Regions from separate parts of the Muntiacus reevesi genome. Here region 2 is linked to region 1. A link is a contact called in public Hi-C data. All regions are on one chromosome and are shown on one strand. Each heading gives the region's core, a stretch centred on a gene start, on an enhancer-like site or on the middle of the called end of the contact. The rest is flanking DNA. Distances are from core to core; before and after follow the strand shown. Region 1 holds the start of UEVLD (UEV and lactate/malate dehyrogenase domains). Region 2 holds the start of GTF2H1 (general transcription factor IIH subunit 1).

Evidence for each region. Hi-C and Micro-C count contacts between places; a contact is called where the count stands out from the background.
Region 2: a contact with region 1 is called in a Hi-C map of muscle, with 4 times the contacts expected there. The contact joins the promoter of GTF2H1 here to the promoter of UEVLD in region 1. A contact is called at or near these places in 2 of 3 Hi-C or Micro-C datasets (blood and muscle).

Annotation. Positions count from the first base shown.
Region 1 is chr5:25,208,208-25,215,118 of mMunRee1.1, forward strand. It overlaps UEVLD (UEV and lactate/malate dehyrogenase domains), which reads left to right and starts at 4,235. Exons shown (of 10, transcript XM_065937265.1): 1 at 4,235-4,385. The coding sequence starts at 4,344. MISFA (mitochondrial sheath formation associated) reads right to left here and starts at 1,760. Exons shown (of 3, transcript XM_065937267.1): 1 at 1,734-1,760.
Region 2 is chr5:25,420,634-25,427,925 of mMunRee1.1, forward strand. GTF2H1 (general transcription factor IIH subunit 1) reads right to left here and starts at 4,989. Exons shown (of 15, transcript XM_065937280.1): 1 at 4,836-4,989. HPS5 (HPS5 biogenesis of lysosomal organelles complex 2 subunit 2) reads left to right here and starts at 5,311. Exons shown (of 23, transcript XM_065937279.1): 1 at 5,311-5,432.

The DNA.
Region 1 (6,911 bases), core at 2,985-5,484:
GTTTTTTTTTCTATATTTTCTCCTAAGAGTTTTATTGTTTTAGGTCTTAACATTTAGGTCTTTGATCCATTTTGAGTTAATATTTGTATACGGTATTACATAAGGATCTAACTTCATTTTTGCGTATGGATATTCAGTTTTCCCAACGCCATTTGCTGAAAAGGCTATTCTTTTGCCATTGGATGGTCTTGACACTTTTGTCAAAAATAATTGACTATAAATGTAGGTGGCATACTTAGTAAAGATTATAGAGGCAGAAAGCAGAATGGTGGTTTCCAGAGGTTGGAGGAAGGGAAGAATGGGAAGTTATTTTTTAATGGGTATGGCCTTTGTTTCATAAGATAAAATGACTTATGGGGACAGATGGTAGTGATGGCTATAAAACATTATGGATGTATTTATTACCACCGAACTGTATACTTAAAATGGTTAAGATAGTAAATTGTACATTATGTGTATTTTACAATTAAAAACAGTTTTTTAAGAAGTAAATGATAAAGATACATTTGTCTGATAGACAGAATACCAAGGTTTTATCCCTAAACAATGTGTCTGGTAGGACTCATAACTATGAAAGCAGAATATAAACAGAGATCAGAAGCAGAGCACCAATAAAAAATATTATAATTTTAAACAAGCCATTCTTGTGATTTTTCTCAAGCTATAAACAAAGGAGCAGAATATATACTTTACCCATTTCTTAGCCTGGGGGCTTTTTTCCCCCTTTTAATATAATGAACATCTTTGCACAAACATCCTGGGTACTTTTATTTCTGTAAGACAAATTCCCCAAAGTGGGGTTAAAACTAGTACATATTTAATTTTGTAATCTTTTCTCCCTCCAAACACTGTCAGTGATACGTCTCTTATTCAACAGGATCTCAGAAACAAGGAAATAGATAATAAATAGTTCACTAAACCCCAGTTTGCTCATCAGTAAAAGAGATAATAATTGATAATAATTATTGGAATAATAATAATATCAATAATAATTGATAAAAATCCTATCTAGGTGAATTCATGCAACAGAGTGCATAAAACTCTGACCAATGTACCCTCCACGTGGGAAATGCCAGCACGCGTGCACACACAAACAGGCACAGTGTTCCTAGTGCCTGTGATCCATCCACAGTGATTAAACCCGAAGAGAATTTCTGGTTTGAATGGAAGGCCTCTTTCATAAAATGTTTTCACAAAAGACTGAAGAACCTTGCTCAGGCCTTACTTCTAACTAGATAGATTTTCCTCGATTAATGGCTTTGTGACGGGATCTATAAGACCTCAGAATCTCTGGAAGTTCCATAGTTCCTCAGGTGTGTTAGATCTGGGTGATGTGCTCTTAAGAGGCCTCATCCTTCAACCTTCTTACCTCCTACCTGTCTCCTGGCTTCCACTCCCCACCTCCTCTCTTCCCAGTGAAGCAGTCAGACTTCTTTTACAACTCAGGTCATGTTGATCCTCTGTTCAAAACCCTGCCGTGCCGTCCTCTTTCTCTTAGGGCAAAAGTTTAAGGAAGAAAAAAGCAGCCCCTGACATCTGAGAACTGGCCTGACCCAGACAGGCCTCAGTGTTGCTAGAAGATGACCTGGACTTACAGCCAGGCTTCTGTTATCTCTTGTTGGATATAAACAATCTCTCCGAACACTGACATCAGACAGCACAGACCACGATAAGATGAGACAAAACGAGTCCTCATCATAATTTCATCTAAGCAGAGACACAAACAAGGTTACCGTGCAGCCCAGGAAACATCAAACATCCTCTTCTCTCTGCTGATGTGACTGCTGCTGCTTTACCAAATACAGCCTCAGCCCTGCTCCAGTCTGGCCATCCGAGAGATAATATTTATTGAGACATCCAATCTCAGAATTGTTCCTGGCTTCTGAAAACACCCAATCCAAAGTAAAGCTTCGATTCCTTAAGTCCTCTCCCAAATTACCCAGAGTCCCAATCCTGAAATAGGTTCTTTCCACGCTCTTACTCAGCTGACCTGATGGTTCTCCTGCTCCCTCACCACAAGGAGGGATCGACCCTACTTGAGTATGGGTGTGCTCCTGATGGTCTCTAGCGGGAGGGCCCTAACAAGCCACAGTCACAATTGTCCACAAAATCCCTTTAGTGGTTCTCAGACTTTATCATGCCTTAGAATCACCCGGGCTTGTAAAGACCGCTTTACAGCAGAAACTAACAACACTGTAAAGCAGTTACGAAAAGTGAAAGTGAAGTCGCTCAGTCATGTCCGACTCTTTGCAACCCCATGGACTGTAGCCTACCAGGCTCCTCCATCCATGGGATTTTCCAGGCAAGAGTACTGGAGTGGGTTGCCATTTCCTTCTCCAAAAGCAGCTATACTCCAATTAAAAACAAAACAAAAAGACCACAAAGAAACAAAAGACTACTTGATCCAACCCCCAGAGTTTCCGAGTTAAGTCTGGGGTGGGGCCTTAGAATGCATATTTCTGTCAAGATCCAAGTGATGCCGAGGAAGTCTGGGGGACCACACTGGAAGAATCATTGCCCTAAACCATCTGTGGCTCCCCCTTGCTTCTGTGAATTGCCTCCTGCTTCCTCACCTCTTCATTTGGCTCCCTGCGGTTTTCAGGTTCTCCAGGCACACACCTGTCTAAAGGCCCTGGATGTTCTCTAACACAGAATGCTCAGGGAGACCTACCCTTATCTTCTTACCCCGCCTTTTAAAAATTTATTCCTCACAACATGTAATCACTTCTAACATATGGTCTCATTTACTTAGTATATTGTTTTGCTCTTACTAATAAAAGAATGACATCTGAGGACTGCCAATACTTTTGTCTATTTTGTTTACTTCTCCATTGTCAGACCTAGAAAAATACGGTAGGGGAGCAAAATTTGCTACCCTAAAATGTGCCCCTTTGGTAGGAGGACTAATTTACGATGATTACTTTTTTTTTTTCCGATGATTACTTTTAAAGCCCAAAAGACTCGGGAAGAATCTTTGACCTTCCCCTAACTGCCTCAAATGTTTCAGATAGAGGGTCTGTTCCCCAGTTAAGCTATCACCTACAAGGAATATGAGCTAGGCGTGGTGGGGGTAACTGGGCAGAGCCTAGAAGTCACAGTATCCTAGGCTCTGCAAGGCTCAGCAAATATTTGTTTACCAAACATTTACTTTTGATCTCCATATAAACTGACTTTCTCCCCTTTGAGGTTTCAAACCACAACCCCCAACATCCTCTTTTGCCTTTAGCTGAAGATGGTATTTAAGGTGGGGCTTCAGTCATTATGGTTACTCACAGTTCTCTTGGGTCTCTCCCAGGTATACGTGTTATTAATTTTAGTCTGATTTTCTCCTGTTTTTCTGTCTGGTGTCAGTTTACTTTTTAGACCAGCCAGAAGAAGCTACAAGAATAGAGGAAAATTTCTTCCTCCCCAACAATATCTAGCAAACAGCCAATGCTCAACAAAAGTTTGTTGAATAAACAAATAAGTGCTGCTTCCAGCCTTTCATCTTCTTCTACTAATAGAGTCACAGTATTCCTACCTTTGGCTCTTACTAGAAATACAATCACCCTCCTGCCCAAACAAGCTCTTGAGAGTTACAATAGCAAGCTCTGGAGACTGGCTCAAACCAGGGATGCAAAGCAGGTAAGTAACTTATTCAAGCAGACCAAACCAGGCCAGCAAATTGCATCTCTTCGTCTTACTGCTCCCGAAGACCTTATTCACGAATCTTCTATTTTTGTCTTCAAAATCTTTTTGTCACCTGACTTTTTCCTCTTTCTACCACCAGCGTGATTATGCTCTGCCCCGCCCCGCCCCGCCCCGCCAAGCCAACCCTTTCCCCTGCGTTGCACAACCCTCACTTAGCTGTCTGATCTCCCAGTTTCAACAAGGTTCCAGATCTGTTCCGATTTCCTGTCTAGCCCCCCGAGGATTTGAAGTTCCATTATCTCTTCCTTTCTAAATGCAACTACAACTCGGGGGTCTTGATCTTGATACTCGGCCGAATTTAACACATCCTTCTCGAAACTCTCTGCCCAGAACAGTGCCAATATCTTCTACCTCCTTTACTGCCTCTCCTCGGGTCCTTCCTATTCCTTTCTTCACAGATGTCCCCGAGTTTCCCTCCAGCAAGCCGGGTCACGGTTCCCTGGGCGCTCACACGGTTCTCAGCGGAACGGTGATCAGACAACGGGCGGAGCCTGGCTGAGCCCCGGGCGTTGGACGCGGGTGGACTTTCGAGCTTGGGAAGGGGCGGAGTCTAGGACGGCTCGGGAAGTTTGGTCCTCGGCAGCCTCCGTCCAGGGAAAGTGCGGAAGGAGATCCCTGGGTTCGCGGAACCGGCCTCGCGGTCCTGGCTGGAGATGGAGTTCGACAGCGAGGCTCTCAGGCGACTCCTTGGCAAGGTGCGGGCAGCCGGCCAGGCAGGACTGGGGCGTCGGGGTCTCGGGGCGTCCGCCCGTGGCCGGCCTGCCGCCTCGGGGCGTCTACCGGCTTTTCTCGGGCCTGGGAGCCAGGGTGGGCTGGCCTGAAGCCGGCTGCGGGGAATGGGAGCGGTGCGGCCCCGGCTCTGGCTCCGCCCGCAGTTCCGAGATCCCCCCAACCTCCACCCGCTCTTAGACCTTCTCACGCCACCAGCTTCTGTCTCAGCTTCCAGCACTCGCCTATCCCTTTAACCACGCCTTTCTCTCAGCAGAAATGGCTTACCCCCACCCACACCCCTGTGTTTTTTTACTTGCAGTGTTCATCCTTTGTAAGACTCAGATGTTACTCCCTAGGAGATAGAATCACTCCCTCCTCTCTCCTTGCTTTCGGATATATCGATTTTCACATCGTGGAGTAATTATTTGTATACAGACCTTACTCTTTGAAGGTGAACTTCATGGCGGCACATTCCCTCATCTAGCCCTGTGCCTGACAACGACGGGGTTAAGTAATTGCTAAGTAATTGTGGTAAATGAAAGACTCGTGTATATTTGGGAATGAAAATAGAAGAGATCCTCTTAACGTTGAAAGGTTGACTGGGAGGGCTGACCCAGAAGCCTGACCTGCAATTCTAGGGCGTGACTAAGGTCAGTTTCCATGTTACACCAGACTCTTAGACCAGGTTGTCTGATTCTCCATCAGTGTACAGTCTGAGGCAAACTTTTCCACCAGTTTCTTAGTTCAGTGATTCTTAATGCATTTTAAGACTTCCCTATGCGGAAAGCGTACATTTGTGACGTTTTTGTTGGGTTCGTGTCTTTTTGATTGAAATTGTTTATATGCCTGATTTGAATGATTTTATCTATTGTGACAGATGTGTAGGTCTTGTAGGGAAAGAAGTATCATCATACCTAGGGTTACAGGCTTTCTGGCTCCTTTTCAGAGAATATTAAATTAAAAGAACCACGCTATCAAGTTTTTCAATGAGGGGAGCATGATGTATTGTCCAGGGGGAAGAATTGCTGAAGTTGAGACGAGAAAAAAAAGAACAACTTCATAATTTTGGTGGGACTGGAATGCAGGAAAAAGATAAAAGAGAGACGATGATTTTCTCAAGGGTTGGAGCAGAATAGTTGAGGAAGGTTTTTATCAGTGCATAGGATAGAGTCTGGCACATTGGTGCTTAATAAATGTCTGTTGGATATGTAAATTAAGGAAACCAGTTAGAAACAATTCAGTCTAGCAGATATTTCCAAAGTTCCTTAGTCCTTGAAGTAGCAAATAATATAACAACTTAATATTTACAAATAATTTTGGTGCTGCAAATTTTGTGAACAGTATATTAAAATCAAGCAACTGTATGGAGAACGTGAAAAATCTTCTTAAAAACAAAGGAAACCTTATAAATATTCCTGCTTAGATAAATACTCCAACTTCATGGATATGAAGATATCTGCTTTCTCCAGATCTATAGAGTCAATGCAATTCCAATCAAAATTCTAACAGGGTATTTTGGAAATTTTTCAAACTGATTCTGAAATTCATTTGGAAGGACAAAAGGCCAAGAATAATCTTGACCTTCCTACAAAGAATAGGTGTGAGACTTTCTCTACTGGATATCAAGACTAGTAATTGAGACAGTGTGGTATTGGTATAGGATAGACTGATTAACCAAGGGAACAGACTAGAGGGCTTAAAATCATGTTCACATATGTTTTGAAAATGCTATATAAAGCAGAAGAGGCATTGCAGAAAACTACAGAAAGGAGAATACAGGGACAAATGATTATCCATGTTGGAGAAAATGAAATTGGACCTTACTAACTAACTAAAAATTCCCCATGGATTAAAGATTTAAATGTAAGAGATGAGCTTTAAAACATAAGAGATAAAATGGAGGGAAGAATCTTCATGATCTCAAGAGTATACAAGCATTTTTTAAACAAGATGTAAAATACTCGAAGAGACTGATAAATTTGACTGCATTCAAAGTAAGAACTTTTATGTATAAAAAGACACATGAAGTGAGTGAAGAGGCAAAATACAAATTGGTGAATAATATTGTAATGCATAATTTAGAAAGTATTGGTATCCAGGCTATATAAATTAGCCTACATATCAATATTAAAACCAAGACAAAATTGGACAAAAGACATGAATAATCATTTTTTGAAAAATAAAAGAAGACAGCAGGGACATGAGTGTTTTCCCAGTCCATTAGTAACCATGGAAAAGCAAATTGAGACCATGGTAAAACACCATTTTCTCTCACTATGTGGGTGACTTAGTTGCTCAGTCATGTCTGACTCTTTGCGACCCCATGGACTGTAGCCCACCAGACTCCTCTGTCCATGGAATTTTCCCAACGAGAATACTAGAGTGGGTTGCCATTTTCTGCTGGAGGGGATATTCCTGACCCAGGGGTCTCTTGCATTGTCAGGTTAATTCTTTACCACTGTGTCACCTGGGAAGCCCCACTGTTGGTAGTTAAATGGTTATTTAACCAT
Region 2 (7,292 bases), core at 3,739-6,238, 210 kb after region 1:
GAAGCAGAATTAATAGATGTTGTGCTGAAGATGTCAGAGCTGCTTACACCCCACTTCTAAGCGTTACTGACATGAGTATAGTGATGCCATTTACTGAAACAGTAAGAAGAAAAAACAAGTTTGTAAGTGAAGACAAGCAATTCAGCTCTGAAAATGAGTCTGAGGTGCCGCTAAGTCATGCAGGTAAAGACAGTCTGTATTATGCAGGCATTTATAAATGCTGGAACTGAGTTTCATTAAGTCCAGTAACAAAAAAGAATTCTAAAAAATGCCCTGTTAATCAACTTACTTACTTGTCATTGAAAGCATTTTCCCATGCTACTTTACAACCTCCAGCTTTAATATACATCATATATGACAAAGGATTAAAATTCTTAATGACATCTTTTAACTGACTTATTTCATGTCCTCCTGAGATTTTGATTACTGTTGCTTAAAAAGTTTGAAAAACCATGATTTTAAAGAAGTGTTTGTTTTTTCCTTTTTCTGGTTGTGCTGCGGCTTGTGGGATTTCAGTTCCCCGACCAGGGATCGAACCTCGGCCATTGGCAGTGAAAGCACAAGGTCCTAACCACTGGACTGCCAGGGAAGTCCCTAAAGGACTATTTAATGCCATTAAAAAATTCCCTGCTAGGTGCTCAAAACAAACAAAAAACCTTAGTTTGATTATATATTCTTACATTTTAAAAAACCTATCTAAAATTTATTGAATGCTTGTAATACATGCCAGGAATTGGGCTAAATTCTTTATAGGTATTATCTCATTGAGTCCCCAGTTAACAATCCTGAGGTAGGTTCTATTATTAGTTCCATTCTGCAGATAAAGGAAACTGGGTCTAAGAAATCCAGAAGGTTTCCCAAAGCATCAAGAAGTAGAACTGGGTTTGAATCTGGGTCAGTCTGACCTTGGAGTTCCATTATGCTACTCTGCAAATATATATGACAGGAAAGACATATACCCAATTTAGTAGTGGTTATCTATGGTGACAGGACTACACATGATTTGAATGTTCTTTTTGTTTTCTTGACTATCTACAATAAACACTGTATTTTGTAATGAGAAAAAGTTATTAAAAATGTCTTTCCAGGGACTTCCTTTGTGGTCCAGTGGTTAAGACTCTGGGTTCCCAATGCAGGGGGCCCGGATTTGATCCCTGGTCAGGGAACTAGATCCCACACAGCGCAACTAAGACCCAGTGCAGTCAAGTAACTAAATACCTAAAAAAAAAGTCTTTCCAAGAGTTTATGATCTATCAAACTGTATCTATAAGGTAACATGGGAAAATGTTACAGGTGGCTAGTGTGGGTAAGAATTAAAGCAACTGTTATTTTCAAGTTTTGTAATGTGCATATTATTTTTATTTAGTATTAAAACTTTAACTTAGAGTAATTTTTATAACATCTATGGAACCATTAACTATTTTAACATTAATATTATAACATTAATTATTACAAAATTAAAGAAACTTATCTAAACTTTGTAAAATTAAACTGGATACCACAGGAAGCATGTTTTAGGAAACATGAATTAAAATCTGAGAAAGACAGGAGGGGAGGGTGTGTGGAAGGGGATAAACAAATAATGATAGGATAATTTTAAGTATGTCCATGTGTGGAGGAAAAGCAAGGACAGTTGACAGAGAAAGTCCCCAATTAACTGGGCTTACAGAGACAAGTAAAAGTGTTAGCTTTGGAAAAGTACAGAAAAACTTTTCTGAGATGGGTCGGTAAGGAAGAAAGATGAATGAAGACAGGGGAACTGTAAAGTGGAGGATAAATTAGATTAATAGAACTATTAGTTGGCTACTTTAAATCAATTTGGGAAAAATAAAAGGTAAAATCATTCATATTAAAATCCATTTAGAGGGAGCTTTACAAGTGCATCAGAGTTAAGTTGGGAATAACTAGTCGACTGTCTTAAAGGTAACTTGCTTGGCAAATTTCCCTGCTCATCTGCAGCACCTCTGTTAACCATAGAAGGAATAACTAGTCGACTGTCTTAAAGGTAACTTGCTTGGCAAATTTCCCTGCTCATCTGCAGCACCTCTGTTAACCATAGAAGGACCAGTTTTAGGAAGTTTAACAAAACTAGTGGTACCATCCTGCAATGGTGTCTAAGATTTCTAGATTTTTCTTGAAGGTGGCTCCTTGGGGAGGCAAAAGTTCTTTCTAGTAGAATTGCTTAGGAAAAATACTGATGTGGTTACATTTAAATAAAGCGGCTTGCTGGAGATCTAGCTTTACTTAAAAGATTACTTTATGAAATAATCTGCCACAAGACTTCTTTAAATAGCAAAATCCTCCAGCAAAGGCATTAATTCACTTGCAGTTAAATATTTACTTGCACTGAGCCTGAACACCGTCTCCTCCCTTTCCATCAACTTGCTTGTGCTCATTTTTTGGTCTCCTCTAAGTTTCAAAGTCACCAGGCAAGGTTTCCTGTTCTTCTCCTTACAGCACTTATCACTACTGTAATTAATTTTTAAAGTAACTCTTTAATGTCTGTCTTCTGGAAAGACTGCAAGCTTCATAAAGAAAGGCAGAGGCTGCATACGTTGTTCATGGCAATACAGGGCCCAGCAGCATATGTAAGCCCGAGGGAACAGTCCAATAAACACCTGTGACGTTTATGGAAGATCTCTGCTGTTAAAAGGGTATAATCTTGGTTAAGAAACAAGAAACCTTTGTACATACATTCTGGACTAAACTCCAGGAACTCAATTCACAGATCAGAGTACTATTTCTCAGAGACTCCAATAACTGGCTTATAAGTAAACAGGGGTAAGAATAATTTGAAACTACTTGCCAGAAATCTTTAACTTTCCATTTCCTACATCCTGTATCTCTGCATTTCCATTCCCTTTCCAGCGTGAGAGATAAATGGTGCAGGAAAACAAAACAGGCGACACATGAAATAAATTCCGTATCACTCTCTAAAAGGAGGATTATTATTAGAGAAAGTGCTTCTGTGTCTGCCAGCACACAAAATGGAGATCTGGAATGCTGCTTGCCGTTAGGCAAGCCTAAAAAATGTTAACAATTCAGCACTACAGGGAATAAGACCTTGGAAGTATGTAAAGAGTGACCAAAATGTACTGTTTTAAAGATAGTCACATATGTAAGGAGGACATTAAATGGAATAACTGAAGTAGAAATTTTAAGACCAAGCACTTTTTCATTTTACAGCAGTACAGGGAGAGGAAGGAGGAGGAAAATGCGACAGAGACGCAAGACAGAAGCAAGTGTATGCTTGTATTCACTAATAAATGCTGCATGCTGACAACAATAGGATACCAAAAGTGAGAGGACAGCGATCAGTTGGTAATCAAAGTGGAGCAAGGAGGAAAGAACTAAAGACACTTCTAGTAACAGTATCCATGAAGTAGAAATAGCGGGCAAAATGCTCTGACAACTTCTGATGGTGAGGGAAAAACCAGTAGCACAGAAAAGCAGGGATAAAAGATGTACAGACAATCAGGAAGAAGATATGAGCCTTTAGAGCAGGAGGTATAAGCAGCAGCCACAACTGACTGAAGGCGATCGTCTGGTGCACTGTTTTTAACCAATTCCTCTCTTTGCATCAACCTTTCTAGTATTTTTAAACAGCTCTCTCTGCACTTGTGTGGATTTTTTTTCCCACATGAACACTACCATACGTATTTATTATTAATATCACCCAGAAGAGACTCAAATCTTTCAATCTGCTGCACTGCTAAGTGTTGGTTCAGAGTAGCAGAACAGGTTTAATGGCTCCAAATTATCTCCCCCTTTTCCAAACCAGGGATTTTGGTCTGCTAAAAGGTACAAAATTCCTTCTGGAGTCTACTCCTTTTGTATGCCATAAGCCTGAGGTTACCCTTCCCTCTGCTGCGACCTCCATCTCATTTTTCTATCTTTGATTTTTCAAAATCTCCCTTAGGGTTGGCAACCTTGCTTTAGTTACCAAAGTCGAGTTCAGTGATTTTCAAGCTGTGTTCCAAGAGGGGAGGCTGAGTGGGTAGGATGGGTGCTCCCAAATGCAATTCCACCACAGCATGCTGCTTTATACGTCTGGGGTTTCTGATAAGAATTCACGAGGAAAAATTGTTCCACTTCCTTATGGAGTCAGTACTTACTGCAAGGTATACTTTAAACCACACAGTTTTGGTATGTTTTTAAAACTGGGTCTGCTAATGGGCAAAAGGTTAAGTTTTTATCTCTTTCCTCCCGTCCCCCTCCCCCCTCATTTTATAGACCCTAAAACAGGTGTTTAAGAGTCAACCGAAAACACTTCCTTACACAATTTAGCCTTGGGGAATTTCTAAAATAAATTATATATTTCCATGTGTTGGTGCTTAAACATGATCAAGTTGGGCATAGATCAAAACTTGGTGTGTGAGTGGCGGGGGTGGGGTGAACTGGCACAGGTGTTAAGGTCGTTGTAAGAGGGACAGGATTGACAAGCGAAGCAAAAGGTGCGTGGAACTAAGATGAAAGCTTTTCCCTTACAGAAACCGAAAGACTCAATAGCAGTTTCTCTAACGGGAAGGGCTCCTCAGCCAGAGAGAGGCTTCCACGTCCTTCACCCTCATGAGCCAAGTCTCATCCCAGCTTTGGGTACATCTTTGAGTCCTTGCTTTCAGTGGAGGGGTTGGCTTCCTATAGACAAGGAGATTAGGGGTCGCCTCTTCCTCTATTCAGAATAATAAAGGGCTAACCAAGACAGCAGAATTGGGAATTGCAGCAACGGCGACAGGGATACAGGAAAAAGGGGCAGATTCCGTGCCGTCTTGCGGCCCCCAGGCCTGTCAGCTCATCACCCACCCGTCCACCCCCATTTTTCGGTCTAAACTTACCAGTGGGAGACAGCCCTGGGCAGGGAGTAAGTTACTGCGCTGGGTCGAGTCGAGTTCCGCTGAGCTTCTTAAAGATGCTGCGGGAAAGAGGCTGAAACCCAGTAGCCGCCGCCGCCGCCACCGCCTCTGTTACCAGGGGGTCTCGCCTCCATCGCTGGCTGCGAGAACTCTGAGGGCACGTGACCGGAAGTACCAAGGCGGGCCTGCGGGGCACGTGACCCCAGAGCGCGGCCGCCATGACACCTTCCGCTAGTTCCCTCCCTCCTCCGCCGGTGCCCGCCTGCTTCATTTATTCTCGCCGGCTTTAGGCGGTGAAAGGTCCCAGGAACTTGGCTGTCTCACCCCTTTGGCCTAGGGCTCCTCCGGTCCCGTTCGGCGTTGCGTCTTCGGCCGGCAGCAGGCAGGCCGCAGAGAGCGTAATCGCGACCGCGGCCGGAGGGGGAGGGACCACGCGCAAGCAGGGCGTAACCCATCACATGACGAGGAAGTACCGTTAACAGCTTTGTCCCGGCGTCCCCGGCGCTCCGGGATGACGTACGCCTGGGAGGGGAGGAGTAGGAGGGAAGACTGAAGCTCAGGTGCGGCTCTTAGCGCTGGGTGAGTGTGCGGGCGCCTAACCGGGAGAGAGGCTGTGAACCACAGAAAGTTGGGGGCTGCTGGCCTAGAGGTGGGGGAGAGGGGCTGAGATCTACAGGCTGTGAGCCTGGCTTTGAAAACTTGATTATCGCGACTTCTTTCAAGAGATCTGAATGTAGTATTAAAGTTAACTGCTGTTAAGTTAGGGGTTCCGCTAGGCAGGGAGCTTGTGGTCAGATGTCTGCAGTGGTGCGTGCGAGGCATGTTGAGTGCATGAGTGAGTGAGTCGCCATTTCTTGGTCTAAAGTAGAGAGGAGTTCTCTTATTGGGTTGTTGTTCAGTCACTCAGTCGTGTCCGACTTTGCGACCCCATGGGCTGCAGCACGCCAGGCTTCGCTGTCCTCCACTGTGTCCCAGAGTTAGCTCAAACTCATGTCCCTTGAGTCATTGATGCTATCCAACCTTCTCATCCTCTGTCGCCCCTTCTCCTGCCCTCAGTCTTTCCCAGGGTCAGGGTCATTTCCCAAGAGTCGGCTCTTCGCATCAGGTGGCCAAGGTATTGGAGCTTCAACTTCAGCATCACTGCTTCTAAAGAATACTTACTGTTGATTTCCTTTAGGATTGACTGGTTTGATCTCCTGGCTGTCCAATGGACTCTTGAGTGTTTTACAGCACCACGGTTCGAAAGGCATCAGTTCTTTGGCGTTCAGCCTTCTTTATAGAAAGATCCCATTATGAGGGAATCCCCAACTTCCTCTTGGCATAATATGTTTAATTTTTCTTCCTTTTTTTCTCTCTCTTGCCTCTTCTTCCTTTCACTAGGTAGTGGGGAAAAGAGAACGCTGTGATTTGCATTGGGTTTTCACACAGCAAACACTGGTTCAGTAAAATGAGTACTAGGCCAAGAGAAAAACCTTTTTTTTGATCATATTGCTCTTTTATGTTGCCATCAAGCAATAGGGGAAATGAAAAGGTAATTAGATTTGGACTCAGGATTAGTGGGTTTTAGTCTCACCTCTGCTTATGAGCTCTGTGACCTTTTAGTAAACCAACTCTTCAGAAGGTTTTTTCATTGTCTTTGGTAAGCATTTATGACCACCCTCTGCTTAGTGTTTTGCTTGGCTAACTGTGACAGAAGTAATAGTTAAACTCAGTTTTGTGGAGAGACGGGTTTTTTCTGTGGAGGAAGAGTCCAGAAACAGCATATATTAAACCATGGAGGCACAGAAAGCTTATAGAATGAAACATTTGTACAGAGATTCTTGTTGTTACGAATTTACTTAAAAGTCTTGAATGCATATATGTGCATGACTAAATCACTTTGCTGTATACTTGAAACTAACAGCATTGTAATTTAACTGTATGTACCTCAAGAAAAAATCTTTTTCAGAAAAATTTCAAACACAAAGATAAACAGGATAGTATAGTGAACCCTCATGTATACCTAACCAAACTTTAACCAATATCAACATTCTGCTGTTCTTGTTTGAACAGCTTAAAAATTTCTGGGTACTTTTTATATCCATTGTTGAATTTGATTAATAGCAACTTTCAATTTGAGTTCCATTCTACTGTATCTAGGTACTGGCTGATGTTGTTTACTTGCTAAGTTGTCTCCAACTCCTTTGCAACTCCATGGATAACAGCTCGCTAAGCGCCTCTGTTCATGGGATTTCCCAGGCAACAATATTGGAGTGGGTTGCCATTTCCTTCTCCAGGAGATCTCCCCAACCCAAGGTTCGAATCTGTGTATCCTGCATTGGCAGGCGTATTCTTTACCACTAAGTCACCAGGGAAGCCCAGGTACTAGCTAGGAAGATTAAATTAATTTTGTTTGAAAATTTCTTTGGGTGTTAGTTAGCTTCTTGCTCTGTTGAATCA